Linked DNA regions of Mus musculus: all the other regions are linked to region 2. The links are chromatin contacts, called in public Hi-C maps. All regions are on one chromosome and are shown on one strand. The core of a region is the stretch at or near the end of the contact, and the rest is flanking DNA. Distances in the headings are between cores, read along the strand shown.

Evidence for each region. Hi-C and Micro-C count contacts between places; a contact is called where the count stands out from the background.
Region 1: a contact with region 2 is called in a Hi-C map of the N1E-115 cell line, with 4 times the contacts expected there. The contact joins two enhancer-like sites. A contact is called at or near these places in 3 of 15 datasets of contacts at CTCF or cohesin (the NIH/3T3 cell line, large pre-B cells and pro-B cells), 2 of 484 Hi-C or Micro-C datasets (the N1E-115 cell line and cerebellar granule neurons) and 2 of 115 datasets of contacts at active chromatin or transcription factors (embryonic fibroblasts and embryonic stem cells).
Region 3: a Hi-C map of the N1E-115 cell line shows a contact between it and region 2, with 8 times the contacts expected there. The contact joins two enhancer-like sites. A contact is called at or near these places in 2 of 484 Hi-C or Micro-C datasets (the N1E-115 cell line and cerebellum).

The regions. Positions count from the first base shown.
Region 1 is chr4:47,995,368-48,000,238 of GRCm38.p6, forward strand. No RefSeq gene overlaps it. Among named protein-coding and RNA genes, the nearest start is that of Gm52735, 32 kb to the left of the region's middle. Within about 2 kb of position 3,149, at least 4 of the 459 cell types and tissues checked have an H3K27ac peak or open chromatin away from gene starts, as enhancers often do. A contact at or near this core is called in the N1E-115 cell line, where this site is marked.
Region 2 is chr4:47,500,098-47,504,383 of GRCm38.p6, forward strand. No RefSeq gene overlaps it. Among named protein-coding and RNA genes, the nearest start is that of Gm42283, 7.4 kb to the left of the region's middle. Within about 2 kb of position 2,759, at least 31 of the 459 cell types and tissues checked have an H3K27ac peak or open chromatin away from gene starts, as enhancers often do. A contact at or near this core is called in the N1E-115 cell line, where this site is marked.
Region 3 is chr4:47,128,896-47,133,637 of GRCm38.p6, forward strand. No RefSeq gene overlaps it. Among named protein-coding and RNA genes, the nearest start is that of Gm52731, 19 kb to the left of the region's middle. Within about 2 kb of position 1,341, at least 45 of the 459 cell types and tissues checked have an H3K27ac peak or open chromatin away from gene starts, as enhancers often do. A contact at or near this core is called in the N1E-115 cell line, where this site is marked.

The DNA.
Region 1 (4,871 bases), core at 1,899-4,398, 500 kb after region 2:
GCACAACAGCTCTACTCAGTGAGTCAATGAAAGAATTTAGACCTGAAAGTAGGAGGGTTGCTCGCCGGGAAAAGGAAGAGTTTTAGCAGGAAAGAGAGGGCTGTGAGAGCAGAAAATGGGAGGTGAAAATGACCAAAATTTCATTACATACTCATATGAAATTTTCAAAAAATAAAAAATAAAAACAAAAGAACCTTTGAGACAAGGTTTTGCCATGTTACCCAAAGCAGGCCCTAAATCTAGGGCTGGAATTACAGGCCCAGACCACCACACACAAATAGTCACATGTTGTTCGTTCATTTGTTTCCTAGGACTGCCACAATAAATTGTCATAGAATCAGGTGGATTAAAACAACAGAAATATACTGTTTTACAGTTCCTGAGACTGGAAGTTCAAACTCAAGGTAGCAGCAGGGCTCCAGGGAGGATCTTGTCATGCTCTTTCTAACGTTCAGTAATTCCCAACAGTATGGGGCTCTCCTTGATTCTTGACCTCCATACCCAATCCCTGCCTCTATTGTTTTGTGGTTTTCTCCTTATATCTATGTACAAATTTCCCTCTTTTTTGAGGACACTGGAGTCTACCCAATCAAAAATCACCTCATCCTAAATTATTTGCATCTACAAAGACTCTTTCAACAAGGTCATATTTACAGGTTTCAAGAATAAGGATTTCAACATCTGTGGTTGAGACCATTTGACTCACAATGGTAGCTATGAATAAATCTGCATTTTCTCCCTGAGAGATATGGCCAAAGACTACAGTAGGGAATGTAGAGACACGTTTCCAACTCTGGTGGTTCAGTAGATTTTACCAGTAGACCTCAAAAAACTTTCTCATAAGGTGAAGGTAAGCACATAGAGTTGCAGCCTTTTAATGGGTTTAGGAGATAAAAACAGAGTGGATATCCACCTATATATTACATTTTTTTTACCTATTGTTAATCAATTTTTTTAAAAGGTTACAAACTGCATGTGGGGGTGCAGGCCTTTAGTTCCAAGGAAACCCAGGAAACAGAGACAATGGAGCTCTGTGATGTCAAGACCAGTCTTTACAGTGAGTTCCAGGCCTGTTGGAGCTACACAGTAAGACCCATTTGTCTGTCTGTCTGTCTAGAAGGATGGATAAATGAATCAAACTCCATTGCAAACAAAATTTGACAACTAGGCCATTTCAAAGGTAAGAATTCCTAGGAATTTGACTATTAATCCTGTTTCTCTGTTTTACTAAGAGCAAAAACTCTTGTTATTCAATCCATGATATTTAAATGTTATTGGATCAACCTTGAATGAAATAACTAGCGACCAACACTGACCAGATGCTGATTATGATACGGATAACGGTGGTAACGTTGATAACAATACATCTAAAGAGACAGCACTAAGAATTTGGTAGCCTTTGTTTTTATCAGATGCAATAACTTAAAAGTAGGCAAATGCATTCTAGTGTTTATCATCCCTTACATAATAAGTACAGATAGAGATCTAGAGCTTATTTTTAAAATAAAAAAAATTAACTAAGGCTCAAAATAAATATATTCATCAAGGAACAATAGTCTTGTAACAATGTTGCCTCTAGCAAAGTACCTTGGAGTGATGAATCACTGTACTTGCTGATCTTACAAGTTCACATGTAATTACAGAGGCATGGAAGTTGGGGGCTGGTGTGGCTGTTTCACACAGAAACCTAGCAGCAGACATCTAATAAACACAGAGAGGTTTGTACTCAAATTATGTAAGAATTACAACAACCCTACCAGGAAAAAAAAATCTCTAGTCAAACTGTAAACTGATTTTTCACTTCCGTTTCTGAGTCATTTATTGCAAATAGCAATCCCAAAATAAAAGCACACAATTGGGAAGGGAATCAAGCTAATTTTGTAAAATATATATATATTAAACTATTGATTTCCAGAAAAACAGGATCTATCTTCCCCTTCCCTCCCCTTTTCCTCTACATATTTATACATCTGAATAGATTTGTTATATATAGTCTTTAGTGTATATGTTTACATATACACAGGGAGAGAGAGAAAGAGAGAGGGAGAGAGAGGAATCTTAAGACAGATACATAGATTTAAATGAGAAAAGTTTACAGGGAATATTTTTTAAATTACTAATAATGTCTTTTTCTTTTATCTTATATTAATTAAAACCTCCAGATGCCAACTTTTAGTTTACATTTGTGCTTATGTCTTATAATACATGCTGCTCCTTTCTTTTAAAAATTAAGATCTGAATGAGGTCTCTGTTTACCAAAGCCCAGCTCTACAGCCCTGCCATCTTGCCTGATTCCGAGAGCTAGCTGACCCTCTGCATCCCTTTCTTCACAGCCTTATTTCCTGCACTTAACTATGGGCTCCCCACTCAACTGTTTATCTGTTGGAACTTACTGTCACCATCAAGACCTGGACCTCTCAACTTCAACTGATCATCTTCAAATGTTGCAAGATGCCCAGTAAACCTCTACCCTGGTACCAACAAGCAAAACAGAGAATGAAAACACCCACTTTCCAGAAGCAAACAGAATCAAAAATATCTCCATTCCTAAAAATGTAAAAGCTCCAGAAATGAGTTTCTATTCTCCTTAGATACCTAGGTGCCTGCCCAGGTGTAGCTCTTTCTTCGATATGTCTGGTCCCCAGGCAACACAAAAATCTGCCAGTTTTTCACAGAAACCTTCCATGGTTGTTCTGTAACCTCAACTACTCTAGATCCATTGATTCTAATAAGTCTCCTTTTTCCATAATATCTGTGAATCGAGCCTCAGCTGGACATGTTAACTCAATGGGCTTGGCATTCCTAGCTGTGTTGAATGAAATCAGAAGTGTAGCGTTTTGGTGACTTAAGATGACAAACATTCCATGCCTGTCAAACCAGGAGACCCAGGAGCTGGCAGAAAAAAAAAAGGAAAAAAAAATCCCTGAACTTTGCTCAAAGAAAGTTCTGAAACTAACTGATGATGTTTTGTTCTCTAGCAATCAGTCAATGGTTCCTCTGAGTCATCTACGTTAGACAGAGATTGGCTATGTTGGTCAAAAGCTAAAAAGGCTAGTCGGGGCATTCTTCTGTGAGGCTGAGCCACCAGCATGACAGCCACAAAAGTCACATTGAGTATCACTGGGCAAGCAAGATCTTTGTCCAGAGACCAGCATGCTTGACTGAAAGGAGTTACTTTATAAATAATGTCTAGAGAAATGAGACTTCCCAGCACAGATCTGAAATGGCTTAATTTCGAACATGCATGCTGGCTAAATACAGTCTCATGCGTAGACAGATACATCATTGTTAAAGTGAGAAGAGAAAAACCTATTAGTGAAATTAAGGAAGACACATCCTTAACAGGCGTCCTGGTGTTCCATCTCACAGTTCTGGCCCCTTGCCCTTATGTGATGGATGAAGCTGATAATAGAAGAATTACAAACTGGGTATAAGGGCAACATTTTTCACTTGGAAAATCAAATTTGCTGAATTAGCAGCCACCAGCCCATTGGACGGGGAGCCCAGACATTGCACCACTTGTAAGAACAAATGCAGCATGATAACAGCGAACAGCTCGAGAAAGGGTGCAGAAGCAGCTCTCTCTTCAATTTGCTCGTCACACTGATGAGACTAAACAGAGCAGCCATTGCTTCTTCTCAACACCCACGGTGTTATACTTTCACCTCTTAAAGAAAAACTGAGTTTATATTTGCAGGAAATGACCAGCATGCCTAAAAGAGATGCCATAGGTAAATTCGTAATCCAGAAACTCAGTATCCACATTTCAACACCCCGGAGCACTGAACTTTGGTGTTCTTGAAATCAGTCATGGAAGTTATCCATAGCCACCGTCCATCACACATGAGTTTCATACATGATCAGAGCAGACCTTCAGTCAGTGTGCTGTGGAAATAGAACACAATAAGGAGGCCTGTGTGCACATGTGTCTGGGATTCACAAATGAGTTTCAGGAGGATAGCAGAGTCCGAGATACCCAGCAAGCTTTTCCATGCCTACAATAAAATATAAAAATCATGGCAAAAAATGTACAATGGGGGGAAAGATCATGATAAGTAATCTTAGATTTTATGCAAGTTTTTAAAGTAGAAGACAAAAGAATCAAAATGCAAAAGACAAATACAAATGGGATGAGATAGAGTAAACATAACTGACAAAGAATCAATATGGCCAGAGAATGCACAGACTTATAAACAAGCTATGAATGACATAAGTAAATACTGCACCAATGTAGCAGTGCCATTCACAAACACAGAAACGTGTTAAATCCCACTTACCCAAAACGAAAAGACTAATATGAATAAGACTTTTTTTTTTGCTTACCCAACTAACAATACTTTTTTTTCAAACAATACTTAATTATACATCATCCCTGCCAAGATCAGTAGAAAGGAGATAGAGTGAGACTTGTGGTCAGACGGAAGCTGTAGGGAGCGGCCTCTCATCCTTCCTCCCTGTGGTGGTGCTGTGGTCAGAGGTGCTCCTGCATTCCAACCTGCAATCCTATGTCTCGACAGGCACCCTCTAGATGATTGTGGACCTCACCTCCCAGGTCCAAGCTTCAGCCGTACTTTACTATACTAATCTTTTGTCAGTGACAATCTTTGACCTCAATCTCGGAGCTTGTGCCTCCTTGTCTCTTACTTAGAATTACTAACTTCTGCTGAATCTTCACAACCTGAACCCTTTCCTGCAAAGGCCATTGATATGTGCTCTTTCTATCTGGTAGAATGCCCTGGCCTGGCCTCCCCCTGTCCGATCTTGACATGTTGTAGTAGGACATTAATCTATATCATAGAGGGATGAAAAAGCAGCCAACCCTACTGTATACTGCCTCTGGCCCAGCATCACACATTATTCAATGGTGCGCG
Region 2 (4,286 bases), core at 1,509-4,008:
CTCACTCCTGACCCTCCTGTTACCACCCCTTGCTGGGTGCTGGGGTCACAGGTGTGAGCCATTACATCCAGTTCATGTGGTGCTGGGGACTGAACCCAGGGCTTCATTCATGTTTAGGCAAAGCCGCAGACCCCTCCTAACTTACTCTGCTCTTCTATCCACTCCCATGCACTGCTTGTCTGGCCACAATGAGGCCCCCTCTACCCCAACACAGTCCACATTTTCAGATCTCTACATTTCTTTTCTTCTCAGGAAGGGGGTAGTAAGAATCATACTATGTTGACATTTTTCAAACTCTAGCTTACAGTCTACTAGGGATCCATGAAATCAATTTGGGGGATTATTTTAAAGAGGCGCCCAAATAACTAAAGCAGGAGACTCTGACAGTAAGTCTGGGCTGAAGCGTGGGAGTGGAGATACATGTAGAAATGGAGGTGGCTACATTTAACTTCCCTTTCCTGCACCCATTCATCCATTCCTCCATCCCTCCATTCCTTCCGGGCGTGGTGGCCCACATCTGTAAGCCCAGCACTTGGAAAGTAGAGGATGCCCCCCTCAAGGTTAGAGGGCTATCCCGGGCTACATGAGGCTCTGGCTTAAAAGTACACCAAAAAACATAAGCAGAAAGAAAGAATGAAACTCAAACAAAAAGAGTCTCAGGACAGCTTAGGTTCTACAGTGAGACCTTGTCTCAAAATAAAACAAACACCCTAAAGCCAAAAGTCCAAACCAAATAAAACTCAATCAATCAGGTTGAGAGCAGTCCTCCTCCTAGACGCTTAACATAATCTGATAATGGAGGTAGACTTCATACTTAGCTATTTCTCCTGAGTGCTTCTGCCCTCTGTTTTGGGCCTGGATTTTATGTTTTTCACAAAGCCCTGTTGGAACATCCCTTCTTCCTGCAGTTCTCTTGGGCCACATGACTCCACGCACCGGTGCTGTGATGTGAGATCGTTTCAGCCTTGGATTACAGGGTTTTGTCTATGGTTCTTAAATGATCCTACTGTGTTCTCCCCCTGCTGGCTTCATGGGGTCACCTTTGGGGTTGTCCCTCTAGTTTGAGTGCTTCCTACAAGCAGGTCCCACCCGTGCCTTTCAAAGTGATGTTTTTTCTTTAAACTTTATCTATTATGAGTACATGTATATGTCTGTGTGCTGTGTACGCGTGCAGGTGTGTATGCACGCGACATGATGCACATATGGAAGTCAGATGAAACGGACAACCTTGTGCAGTCCTTCTCTGCTCCTTTCTGTGTGCTGTGTGGACAGACTCAGGTCAGCAGTCTTGTGCTGGGTGTCTTCATTGGCTGAATCATCTCCCTGGCCCTAGTGATCCTTTGATGTGCTTTGTTAGGGACTGGTGTGCCCTGTAGTTCTGGGAGGTCTGTGGTAGCACTTTGGATCTTCTAGGAATGAAAACGAAGCCGGCATAGCACTGCCTTTGGTTCCTCTGGCCCCATCCCCTGCGTTCAGGCTGGTGCGAGCATCCCAGCTGCTCTCTCAAGTTTCCAGGTAAAATCTAATGAATTACGCTGAAAAACAAGGCTGTGTGATTTGGATCCTGACTTCTTTGAGTGCTGATCATGACCTTGGGATTTATAAACACAGACAGCTGTCGTCCCAGATGACCTAGCAAATTGTGTTTCCCTCAAAAGCAGAGCCCAATTAGAAGCCTAAAGCACAGGGCGGTGCAGAGGACTAGATGACTTCCTGCCCAATGCAAGGTAGGAGGAGGCGGCTCACCAGGAAGCCTTTCACAGTAGCATACACAGTATGGGCGCCCAGCACACAGCAACCATCCCCACCTCCAATGGGACAAGTGCACTGGCATGAGATTTCATTCTCCTCCTCAGAAAGCCACACAACTGAAAGTGTATGAGTCATTTCTTGAATTTTCCATGTGACCTCTGTACAGGTAACTGAGAAAGAAAAACAACAACAACAACAAAAAAAAAACCAAAATTCTTCAGACAATGGGGCTACTGTAACGGTAGTTTGAGACACATGCCAATAATATTATAATATTAAAATGTCAATATTTAAAAAGTATCATCTTTAAAATCTGATTATTGGGTATTAAGTATCGACTCGGCGTTGGGCTGAGCATTTATCATTATTATTACTCCTGTTTATAGATAGATAATCTGACATGCAGAAAGGTCAGGTGCTTCGCAAGGGTCTTCTAGAAACGTGTGGAGATGGTCTGGACTGACATTAGGTCTTCTGAGGGCACAGCCTCGGGAGTGGGCTGGCCTTGCGCTTCCCTGGTTCACTGAGAATCGGGAGACATGGACTCTAGTGTGGACACTCCCAATTTGGGATTTGAATCTTCACAAGTCCCCTCCTTAAACACAAAGCTAAGCAAGACTCAGAGTCCAGCATTCCACCCCCTTAATGTACTAGAATTTTCCCTACCTCCCGATCTCTGAGACATATATTCATCCTCTGCCACTGTCAGCCAGTCTGGCCTAGGATCTTTACCCATCTTTAAGAGATGGGTGGAGTAGCTCCCCCTGTGGAACCCTCTGGGAAGGGCAACTTCAACTCCCTCCCTCCCCCCCCCCCCCCTTTCACAGATCTCTGTTGTACAGCCTTCCACAGTCTTCTGATGGACTGTGAACTTCCCAAGGGCAGACACTGGTTTCTTTACCACAGCGATGTCAGCATTTGGTAGGTGTGGGCCTGGTGTGGTCTTCTGTCCAGAAGGACTCCAGAACTGCCCTGGTGGTTATGATGCAATTTCACACTACTTCTGATAGGTGGCGCTGTGGCACATAGCAAAAAAGCCAACCTGTCTTCTACAAAATCCAGGTCCTGTGGTCTGTGGGCAGACCGCACCCATTTCATGGCGTTGGAAGATCCTTAGCCAGAAACCCTGGAGAAGTGTTTCCCTGTTCTACCCACCTTATGTGTTTTGAACAGTAGCTTCAGGCTTTTTCTTCTCATTTCTTCAGATTTAGGAAGCTGGGGCTCCTGCTTTCTTCCCTCTGTGGCAGACCATTCTCGTGTCCATAGCTGGGTTGTTGTAGGCTTAACTGTAAAACATGTGATCTGCTGGCTTTTGTCAAATGTCATTCTCACTCATGGAGAAAAGAAAAAGTACAGTTTAGGATCTCATGGCTACCTTTCCGACTCACAGGGTTCCTAGCATTTCTAATCCGCTTTGTGTCTGTTCTCATCGGCCGTGCGTTTGCTCTCTCATGGTTTCTTTCTGCTTTTCTGTAAGCACAATAGCTGGTGTTCTTGTCCTTCTGCAAAGGGGGTGGGGTGTGGCATTGGACTGCACAGTTTTGAAACTTGCTTTAGTCATTTACTGTTTGTGTGTCCTTGCACAAGGTTTTAACCTATTGGAGACTCCATCTTCATCTATAAAGTGGGGACTTGGATAGTAGCTATCTAAAGGCAAGGGTGTATCAAATAAGTCCTCAATAATGCATTTTAGAGAGGACTGAGGCTTAAGTACTGCAAAGAGTGTACAGTAGAATTTACAATTAGAGTCAACCAATTCTTTCTTTCTATCTTTCTATCTATCTTTCTATCTATCTTTCTATCTATCTATCTATCTATCTATCTATCTATCTATCTATCTATCCTACCTGAGACAGGGTCTCATTATGTAGCCATAGCTGGTCTTGAACTCACAATCATTTTGCTTTGTCCTCTTGAGTGCAGCATTACAGATGTGCACAACCACGCCTGGCTTGTGCACATTGAACCGTAACGAACTTCTTATCTTAGGTTGTGAATGTAAAAGATCAGAAGCATTGTGGAAGGGAATTTGATAGTGGGAAAGAAAGAGCCAGGACAAAGCCGATTGCTAATTTCTTGTTTATTTGGAGTGCCAAGCTGGACACAAGACTGAAGAGATTCCTGATAGCAGTGTCCATTCTATAAAAAATCGTTAACGAGGCCAGAGACGGCTCAGTCAGTAACGTGCTTGTTGTGTAAGTATGAGAATCTGAATTCAATTTCCCAGAATCCATGTAAAAAAGCTGGGTGGGCGCGGCAGCGTATGCTTGTGATCCCAGTGCTGGTAAGGCAGAGGCAGGAAGAGCCAGTTAGCCAGGGGAGCCAAATCAGCGAGCTGCAGAGACTGTCACAAAAACCAAAATGGAGCGTGATTAAGGAAGACCTTCAGTATTGAATTCTTGTATACACACAGACACAGACACAGACACACATGTACACAGTCTATGGAAATACTAAAATGGTTGAACGATGACCTGACCACATGATAGAATTTAGCTATTAAATGGATTTCTATGAATTATTAATAATGTGGG
Region 3 (4,742 bases), core at 91-2,590, 370 kb before region 2:
AGAGCGGAATTGTAATGTTGGTGCTTCACACACTGTTTATAACTGTCTTCTGGATTCGGCTTGGTTGAAGTTCTGGAGGTGTCAGCGGGGCCTCGTTTTAAACTGAGCCTTCACAGCCTGGCTGTGCTGTGTTTGACTGTATTGGGTTCCAATCTTGGGAACAAGTGTTGAAGGTTTCACCATCTGGCCTGGCATATCACACCTGCAGTATTTACTTGACAAGAATGACTGGGAATACGGGCGTGCTTCCTGGTGGGCTGGGGAGATGGCTAAGTGGTTAGAGCACTGACTCCTCTTCCACAGGACCCAAGTTTGATTCCCAGAACCCACATGGCTGCCCACAACCATCTACAACTCCCGTTTCAGGAGATCGAACTCCCTCTTCTAGATCCCTCAAATGCCAGGCATGAGTGTGGCACACAGATACACATGCAGACAAAACACTCATAGAATAAAATTGAAATGAAGAACAAGCTGTATCCTCCATTTCTTTATTCATAGCTTTGGAGACTTGCTTTCTACAGGGGTTATGTTGTCTGAGCTTGTCAGGTCGGCGGGGGAGGGGGGCACTGTGGCTTCCCCTGTGCAGCTTTTACTCAGGATGATTATAATTACCACAACCAAAGCACTATTGTAAGCACATTCTACCAGTGAGCTCATTGGATTCGCAAAATACCTGCCAAGATGCCAGGCCACACAGACCCTGGCCCTGTTTTAGATAGAAGTATTGAAGAGGGCTGAGAACTGGTCTTAGGTCACATAGCACCCTGGACTTACTCCAGAGTTGAGTGGTTGCTGCTCTCTTGCTTCTCAGAGGGGAGAAAAAGTGACTCACAGGTCCCCAAGGGGCCCATAGCTCCCACACCCTGATGTTAGGCCGGCTCCTCAACTCTTAGCCCACTTACACAACAATAGCTATCAGCAGCCTGAATGAATGAGTCTGTCCCACTTGGAGAGCACAGAAGATTTTGTGGCTGATTTACATTTCTGTAGAGAGTTCCAGAACAAGAAGAAGCCAGGGACTGTGCCCCACGTGTGGAACCACTTAGGAGCCAGACTGCCGCTCCCTCGTATGTGAATGCACTGAGCAGGTAGAATTCCATCTGTGGCTTCACCCTCTACCATCTCTTTCTTTAAAACAGGGCAGGGGCTGGGGGACGTATTTCCTCAGTCTTGCCTTATGAGATCCCTGCTGCCCTGCTGGAGAGGCCACAGTCAGAGCCCACATCAGCTGTGATTGCTCCATCTAGCCCTTCCTCGCCATCTTCCACTCAGTCCCTGTGGAACGGAGGCTTCTGCCCCAACTGCTGAATCATGAAATGTCTGTGAATCATCTTGAAATTTTTATAAGGCAGGGGTCAGTGAGAGAGGCTGCTCATGGGAGCCTTAAGAGAGATTTCAGCACCCTACAAGGATATACCAGATGTGTGTGCCCGTTGGCACAGCTCTGGTGTGGTCAGTCAAGAAGGACGACAGAGCACCACTGGATTCTCATGGATCACAGAGCTGAGAACGCAAGTGACTGCTGTAGGCTCTGCAGGGACTTCAGGAGTCAAATGCTTACCTCTCCGTCCCTGCAGAAATCCCCCATCTGTGTCTCCAGCACACACAGCCAGCCTCAGCCTATCTCCTGCCACTAAACACACATCCTAACATACATCCAGGTGGTGCTGGCATAGGTCTCCCTGGGACTTCTATTCTTGCTCTAGATCTCATTGGAGGCCACCCAGTGTGTTTGCTCTTACCCCCTGGATGGTCCTTAAGAAAGCAGATGTTCTGGAGTCTCCTCTGCCCGAGGATAGCCCTCCAGCCTTGCTGCTTCCACCATCCTGCTGGGGTGTGGTTTTCATAATTTACGAGGGAGAGAAGCAAGTGCCAACATTAAATCTACATTTAACTGGAGGTCTGAATTAGCTTCTGACCAGGCCACACTGACCTCAGATACCTCAGAGGTGATGCAAGTGATGTTGCTGGGTAGGCTGTGGGATAGACAGGGCAGAATGTGTGTGTGTATGTGTGTGTGTGTATCTACAAGAAGGAAAAGGCCTGCTGATCACAATGGAACCTACCTAACATCCCACCACCCAGGAGGTGGAGCTGGGAAGATGAAGGGCTAGCCTGGGATATATAAGAACCTGCACCTCCCCCACCCACAAAGGTGGAGAGAGCTGGTGGTATAAAAGAACAAACTCCTCTGTTTTCCCTACCAGGAAGTCATAATAATAATAATAATAATAATAATGATAATAATAATAATAGTTTAAGATGGAAACATCTTGAGGAAGCTGGGTAGTATGCTATTTGAACATGGATGCAAATCCAGGAATAAGTATGCAAGCATGAGGGTGAGCTCTCAGTCTGGAGTGGGAACACTCACTGGATGGGAAGGGGAGGGCCGGGAGCATAGACCAAGCGGTGGTACTTTTTGCTCTGGCTTATTCCCAGAGATAGCTGGGGACAGAGGTGTCAGTGAAGAGAAACCCCATTGTTGCTCTTCACCAGGGTCCTGTGATGTCTGCTACAGCAGAACAGAAAAGCACAGATCTTCAGAGATGACCAAGCCTCAGCCATCCTCCATAGTTTTAATTTTTCAACTCGTCTTACCCATAATTACTTTAGCTCCCTGGAAAAAATTAGATTCCAAGAGTTTCAGGAAGTCTAAGGGTCATTTCGGTCCAGGGGCAAAGAGCGATGGGACAGGGGGCTGCTGTTTCTCAGAAGCCTCCTGAGCCACACATGGATTCTTGTTGATAAAAACTGTCATTCAGCCAGGTGTGGTGATTCATGTCATTAGTTAAAGCATTTGGGAGGCTGAGGCAGAAGGATTGCGGTGAGTTTGAGGCCAGCCTTGTCTACAGAGGAAGTTCAATAAATAAGAATAGCAAATAACATAAACAAATATACAAATAAACAAAGACAAAGATGTATCTTTAAGAACACCTCTAAGTGGAATCTGATTCCAAACCCTTATCAAGAGAGACAACTAAGGGCCAAGGGTGGACTTAGGTGGTCAGGAGAGGTGAGGTCGGGTGGTGCTGTAGCTGAGACTGGTGCTACCTTCAGTTTGGCTGCTTGGACTCTGGGCAAGCCACCTTACTGATGAGCCGCTCACAACCAAGGATAAGGAGAGTAGGGTCTGGGCTGGGAGGGAGCACGGAGCTTCATCTGAGTTAGGGTGAAATGCTGCTCCTCCCAACCCCCAAGCCAATTTGATGATGCACAGGGAACACTCACTGAGGGAGGGATGCAGAGCCCACCCAGGCAGGACTCCAATGTCTGAGACCTAGAGAGAGCTGGGGACAGAGTGGTGTCTGTTGCAGAGCTAAAGAGCACAGGCTTCCCTCCCTCCACAGGGGTGAATTTTCTTTATTCTTCTTCTCCAAAATTACTAAGATCTCTGAGGAGAATAAGAATCTGAGAGTCATAGGAGTCCGGGGGGATCATTTCCGCTGTCTTTTCATCGTGGAGTTGGGGTGCCACCCCAACCTCTCAAAGGAACCAGAAGGGGTTGGTTCATGCTTCCTGCCTGAAGACACGTGGCTCCTCTGAAATCCTCTGGGCTGGAATTTGGAGAAGCTGAGAGCTTGCCCCAATGTGAGTGGACTTCATTTCACAGCCTTTGGAACCAGAAACTGCAGGGAAATAAAAACTGCTTTTCTGGGTCAGAATCTGTGATGGTTCTGGGAACTTGTCCATAGAACAAATTGATTTATGGGGACCCAGCTGTGAGGAGCTGCACACAACAGGGCTCAGCGGAGATACACTCCAGATGTGGCCTCATTAAAGGCAGGGCTAGAACAATAGGGCCCAAAGGCATCCTCAGTCTATCAGGCCATGAAGACAGGGTGGCCAGGGCTCTGTGCTGTCACACCACTGTTGTCTTCAAGCTGGAAAGCCAGTGAGAACGTACTCTGTCCAACTCCACCAACTACAGATGGAAAACCAGAGGCCCAGAGAGGGAAAGTACCAGACCAGTGTCACACAGCGCCAGAACTCTCATTTCCTGTTGCTGGCCCAGGGTCTGTCCTAGCTCAATACTGTCTTTGATTCAAAGTAGAGCAGGCTTGATTCTGCCACCTTCTGATGGTGCCTTTGGGTCTATCCTGTTGCTGTGTTATCCATACTCTGAAAAAAAAAAAAACAACTTGAGGGAGAAAGGGTTTGTTTTAGTGCACAGCCCTATGAGGTCTGTTGTGGTGGGGAAGTCAAGGGAGAAGAGCCTAAGCAGCAGGCACAGTCAAGAAACAGAGAGGGGCGTGTAGCCAGTCTTTGGCTACTTTGTGGGTTCTTCTTTCTTCCACCCTGCCCCACCCCTTTGTTTCCACCCTTTCAACCCCAAGACTAGATAGGAAAGAAAAAAGGATACAGGGGAGAGGGGACAACATTGCCATTAGACTGCTTCCTGTTGAGTTCCTTGGGGCAAGTTTGATCTTTATCGTCAGGATACCTTAGTTTATTCTTTCTTCTTTGTGCATAACTACTTAAACCTCGGCCACCAATAACCAGCAGTATCCAACCAACAATAAGACCCTGGCTCTTATATACCCTCTGAAAAGTCCCCAGAATTCCAAATGTCACACAGTCGCAGAAACGATCTGCTGCTGGGAAAAATCACGCCCCTGCTAGAGCAGGAGGCACAGCATAGTCAGCTGCCGTGGACCACCTGAAGCAACAGCCTCATCTCTCACACCTGGGATTACGATGAAAACAGGTTCCTATAACATTTCTGTGTCTTTCAAAGG